Regions from separate parts of the Mustela erminea genome. Here region 2 is linked to region 1. The links are chromatin contacts, called in public Hi-C maps. All regions are on one chromosome and are shown on one strand. Each heading gives the region's core, a stretch centred on a gene start, on an enhancer-like site or on the middle of the called end of the contact. The rest is flanking DNA. Distances are from core to core; before and after follow the strand shown. Region 1 holds the start of NANS (sialic acid synthase). Region 2 holds the start of XPA (DNA repair protein complementing XP-A cells).

The links. Hi-C and Micro-C count contacts between places; a contact is called where the count stands out from the background.
Region 2: a contact with region 1 is called in a Hi-C map of spleen, with 4 times the contacts expected there. The contact joins the promoter of XPA here to the promoter of NANS in region 1. A contact is called at or near these places in 2 of 3 Hi-C or Micro-C datasets (fibroblasts and spleen).

The regions. Positions count from the first base shown.
Region 1 is chr12:32,597,100-32,599,991 of mMusErm1.Pri, reverse strand. It overlaps NANS (sialic acid synthase), which reads left to right and starts at 1,367. Exons shown (of 6, transcript XM_032309027.1): 1 at 1,367-1,597. The coding sequence starts at 1,466.
Region 2 is chr12:32,894,106-32,896,997 of mMusErm1.Pri, reverse strand. It overlaps XPA (DNA repair protein complementing XP-A cells), which reads right to left and starts at 1,427. Exons shown (of 6, transcript XM_032306627.1): 1 at 1,134-1,427. The coding sequence starts at 1,305. It overlaps LOC116570139 (a long non-coding RNA gene), which reads left to right and starts at 2,254. Exons shown (of 3, transcript XR_004277294.1): 1 at 2,254-2,265; 2 at 2,302-2,303.

The DNA.
Region 1 (2,892 bases), core at 118-2,617:
TCCTTTCTGTAATAAGATACAGCATTACCTTAATTTACTGAAAGCTTTTATTTAATCACAAATAACATCAGCCTAACTTGCTTTTGTGGGATGGTTGTATTTTAATTAATTAGTAAGATTTTATTTATTTAATTTAGAGAGAGTGAATGCAAGCAAGAGGGTAGGGATGGTTTAGGGGGCAGAAGGAGAATCTCAAGCAGACTGTGCGCTGAGCCTGACAGGGCTCAGTCTCGCAACCTCAAGATCATGACCTGAGCCAAAATCAACCAACTTGAGCCAGCCAGGTGATTGTATTTTTACAAGATCATGACCTCAGCCAAAATCAAGAGTCGGGTGCTTAACCAGTTGAGCCAGCCAGGTGATTGTATTTTTAAATGTATTTCTCCTTTTTTGCTTTTAAACTTAATTTTCCCTCATTCACAAATTACTCAAAACCATAATGGTTTTCTTTAGCACAAGTAGTACTGAGTTACTTTATTGCTGGGTTTGATTTTCTCTGGACTCAGGGTCTGAGTCTCTTGGCCTCCCAAGGTGCCCTTCTTCACAACCCCTCAACTCTGGTTCCCTGTCTAGGCCATGGTGCATTTTCCATCTGCTTTTAACACTAAATGTTCCCCAGAAAAGGTCTATTTTAGTCCCTTCTGTTTCATCTTCCTTGGCCAGCGGCTTCCTGATCCCCAAATCTGCTGGTGTCTTTGTTGTTATTCTCCTGGACTACTTTAGGCTTTTGATCCTGTGGGTCTCCCTGCCTTAGGACCACCCTGGTTCTGTCACCTGCTCTAGTCTCTTTTCCATTCTGTCACCTGCTCTAGTCTCTTTTCCATTCCTGCTGAGGCAGCGGCCCAAGCTCATTCCTCGCTGCTCATCCAAGCTGTTCATCCGCTTACTGAAACCTTACTACAGGACAAGCACCGTGATCAGGGTTTTCCATACATCATCTCACGAACCTATATAATTCCCCCATTTCGGGGAAAAGGAAAATAACGTTCAGGAAGACTAAAGACTAACGTATTCACGATCAAGAACCGGTTAGTGGCAGCACCTGTGCTCAAAGCAGCTCTAATTCCAACTCCCAAATTCATTTTTTCCATTACACCGCAGGGCGCGCTCTCCCCGAGCCCAAGGCAGCCGTCTTCCCCGCTCCATTCCTCTTAGGAGAATGTTGGCTCACAGGTGAAGCAGAGAGGCCGCGACCCCCCGGGCCTCGCTACCAGCCCGGGAACCTGGAGCCGGGCTGAAGAGAACCGAGCTTGATTTCCTCGTCCCGCCGCCCCGCCCCGCTCGCGGGAGGCTCCGCCCCTTTCCTCGATTGGCTGGCGGCAGCGAGTTGGGGCCCGCGGATTGGCTGCGCGGCCGCTGACTAACGTGGCGGAGTTGACGTGGCCGGGACGGCGCGTGGTTTCCCCACTGGGCCGCGGAAGGGACTCGAGGTGGGCGGTGGAGCGCCGAAACGCGAGCCGCAGCGATGCCGCTGGAGCTGGAGCTGTGTCCCGGGCGCTGGGTGGGCGGGCAGCACCCGTGCTTCATCATTGCCGAGATCGGCCAGAACCACCAGGGCGACCTAGAAGTGGCCAAGCGCATGATCCGCACGGCCAAGGTGAGGGCAGAGCCCGGGAGGGAAAGGGCGCCGGCCGGGGGCGGGGCCGGGAGCGGGGGGCGGGGCCGGGGGCCGGGGGCGGGGCCGCGGGAGAGCCTGCGGCCGGGAGCCGGGACTGCTGGGCTCTGCTTCTGTCCGTAGCCCGCGTGCGGCCCGATGTCCCGCTCGCCAGTTCCGTTTCTAAATCTCTGGAATCCTGCTCATCCCTCCCCACCCTCCTCACTGGTCCGCGTTCCTGCGGTTGCCGCCCAACCCGACCTTTGCCCGCTCCTGGTGGCAGAATAATCTTCCTTAAACAGAGGTTTGGTCAGGTCGTACCCCTGCCTCACACCTTCACTGGCTCCCCATTGTCCACGGGTGGAGTTGAAACCCTTGAACATAGCCTTCAGGACCTTAATAACCTGGTTCCTTCCTGCCTGCCATTTTTCGTTTCTGACCTCTTTCAGCGACACTGAGTTACTTCCAGCGAGTTCTGAAGCACCTGGAAGTTGCTGTCGTCTTTTCATTTGGCATTGCTTGTGTTTGGAAAGTGAGACAGTTAAAATGCCAGGGCTCTGGGTTCAAATTCAGCGGCCACCACTTACCAGCTGTGTGAACGCGGGCCGGCTGCTAAACCTCTGCGAGCCTCAGTTTCATCATTTGAAGGTCGGGTTGATAATAGTACTTAACCTCAGAGTTGTAAGGCTCAAATGGGATGATTTATTTAAAGCTCTAAGCACAGTACTTGCTGAGGACTCAATAAATGTTAGCTATTAGCAGTAGGAGGTTTAGGAATATTCAGTGCTCCGTCTTGGCAAATTTCTATTCCTGTACAGGTCTACTTGGATGCTTTTTCCAATCCTTCCCCACAAGGCTGGCTCTCATCTATCTCTCCTCAAGTTGCATTGTCACTGTCCACGCTTCTTGCTCTCTCTCTTCTGGTTCACTCCGTCTTTTTTCCCCCGCTTCCCTTCCGTGAAAGCTGTTCCCCTGTCATCAGTGTGATTAGGTATTTATCTTGTTCTTCTTTCAGGACTAACTTGCTTTTCTGGAAGCCTACTGAATCATAAAAAAATACTTTTAAAGAGTGACAGCTGCACTAAATGGACCAAATGTTTTATTTATTTATGAAAAGATTTTATTTATTTATTTGGCAGACAGAGATCACAAGTAGGCAGAGAAGCAGGCAGAGGGAGAGGGAGAAGCAGGCTCCCCGCTGAGCAGAGAGCCCGATGCGGGGCTCCATCCCAGGACTCTGGGATCATGACCCAAGCTGAAAGCAGAGGCTTTAACCCACTGAGCCACCCAGGTGCCCC
Region 2 (2,892 bases), core at 178-2,677, 300 kb before region 1:
CTAGAAAACAGAACCATTAAAAGTGGCTGGAATTTGCAGATTCAGGATGAATATCAAGACAGGCTGCCAGCCCCAGTTTCTTGTCATTCTTCCTTTCTTCTGGCTGAGGAAAAGGGGTAGCAGAGGACAGCTCCAAACTGTGCTCAATGACGCAAACACTATGGGATATAGCTTTAGGAACACATGTACTTCACATTACAGAGGCAGTCCTGAAGACCTGCATGTCATCTCAACTATTTTAAGTACCCTAGAGAAGATTATTACGGGACTACAGTGGAAAATTATGACAGAAACGTACATACATGAAAGACACACAGTCAAGGGCTGCCCTAAGAAAGGGGGAAGATAAAAATTAAGACAGAAGTAACAGCCTTTCTTCCTAAAAGTGAGACAGTGCCTGGAACAGAAGCAGCAGTTGGTAAAAAGGAAAGGCCGTGAACCAGTATCAGACCTCAATTCTAGTCCTGATTAGCTTATACACTTGCCGCTAAGAACCTGAGCAGATCCTTTTCCTTTCCTGGTCTTCAATTACCACCTCAGTAAAACACCAGTACCAAACGCTGCCCTAATCATTTCCCAAGGTAACAGTGAGAATCAAGTTAGTCAACTTAAAACATGTGAAACACAACAGGTGCCACACTTGAGAGCCTCATGAAGGCAGCAGCTCCCGCCTATTTGCCTCTCTCGGTGCCTGGCACGTAGCGAGCGGAACCAGAAAATGCACTCAATCGCCCTTTGTTGAGTGGATGAATTCCGGAGCGGTGCAGGAGGGCTGCGAACACGGGTCCCAAGGCTAAAAGCTTTACACAAAGACTGCCCCTGGGACCGCTGGACGCGCAGCTGGGAAGGGAAAGCTAAGGCGCCGACCAACACTGGCTGGCAGCTCCCGACGGTGAGGGCGGCTGCATCCCCCAAGTTTAAGAGGAGAGCTGGGCCACCCGAGTGCACCGAGGAAAGACCCGGGTCCAGCGCGGAACCGCTAGTGGCTATAGCCCGCTCTGAAAGAGCCCGCGGAGCAGATTCCCGGGACTGCGGGAGAACCGGTGCGCAGACGCGAGGGCAGCCGACGCTCCACCCGGAAGACGGCACCCGGCCCCCCCGAGGGAAGGGGCAGGCGCCGCCAGGGCCCAAACCTCCGGTAGCCGCCGCCGCTGTCGCCGGATAGGGCCGGGCCGCCAGCCGGGCCTGGCGCAGCATCAGCGCCCGCTGCCGCTTCCGCTCGATGCTCGCCCGCACCGAGGCAGGCAGCTCCGCCGGCGGTTCCGAGGCCGCCGGCTCCCGCGAAGCGTCCCCGGCAGCCGCCATCTCCAAGCTCCCCGAGGGGCCGAAGCTTCAGCCCCGCGCCTGCGCATTAGCACGCCGTCCCGACGACGCCTGCACCGCCTCCGCGTGGACTCGACAGTACAGCCGGGGAGGAGAGCGCCTGCGCAATTTGAGGGCGTCGGGGCGGAAAGAAGGGCGTGGCGGAGTTTGCGCAGGCATTGGGGCCGGGAATACCTGCTGGAATGTAGTCTAGAAGGGGCGGGGCTGAGGTCAATTTTCAGGACCTGGTCATCTTTAAAATAATAGTCTTGCTTAGAGGTTCAAAATACGGGCTTTGGAGTCAGATCTGGGTTAGGTTCTAGCTCTGACATTTACCATTGGTTGCTGGAACAAGTTATGTAACCTCAGTTCGGTTTCTTCGGTAGGAAAAAAACGAGGATAATTACCGAACCACTTCCTGGGTTGTTAGAAAGATGAGCTGTAAAGGTTTTCAGCACAATGCCTGGCATATAGGAAGCTTCCAAAAAATAATAGCAGGTAGTAGCGGTAGTAGTGCCTGTCAAAAAAAAGATCAATGGATGATTCACCTGACTACTTCGAAAGTATGTCCTAGGGGCCAGAGCCTTAGATTTGAAATGGGAACCCCTGAATTCAAAACTCTCGCCTGCTGTGTGATATCAACCAAATGTAGCCCCTGGTATCAAAGCTGGTGTGCATGAACTTGGCTATATTTTCCATGAAATATTCCTTAAGTGTGGATGAAAAGCCACCAGGTAGACAGTGGGTTTGTATTTGGGCCAAATCCTGACTTCCCAAAGGTGTCGTAAATGGAGCATTTTGCAAGAAACATTGCTTGCTTTCCCAAGAATGTATGCCTTTTCTTTTTTAATTACAAATGAAGTTTAATTAAACCAGGAAACCGGAAACACATTGTTTTAATTACTACGTATACCATTTAGGTCTAGTTTTCAGAACAGTCTGGCACACTGAGGTTTCATATTTGTTTTCCTTGGTTAAAATTTGAGTAGCACAATCTAGTGGTTCTAATCTATTGATCATATATATATATATATATATATATATATATTTTTTTTTTTTTAAAGCTGGAGAACATTATAAAAAGCAGATAAATGCTCAGATCTTCTGGTTGAACTGGAGACGGAGACCTCAAGTAATCCCTGTTCCCTTTCTCCTCAGATCCCCTTCTCTTCCTAACCATTGACCTTGTCCAGGTGACAAAATCTCAAATTCCATATAACACCAAAAGCACAAACAACAAAAGAAAAAAAACAGATAAATTAGACTTCATCAAAATTGAAAGCTTTTGTACATCAAAGAACAACATTAAGAAAATAAAAAAGGTAACTCACGGAATAGTAGAAAATATTTGCAAATCATGTATTGGGGAAGGGCCTAGTATCCAGAATACATAAAGAAATTTTACAACTCAATAACAAAAGGCAACCCGTTTTTATTTTTTTTTTAAAGATTTTATGTATTTATTTGACAGAGAGAAATCACAAGTAGATGGGGGAGCAGGCTCCCCGCTGAGCAGAGAGCCCAATGCGGGACTCAATCCCAGGACCCTGAGATCATGACCTGAGCCGAAGGCAGCGGTTTAACCCACTG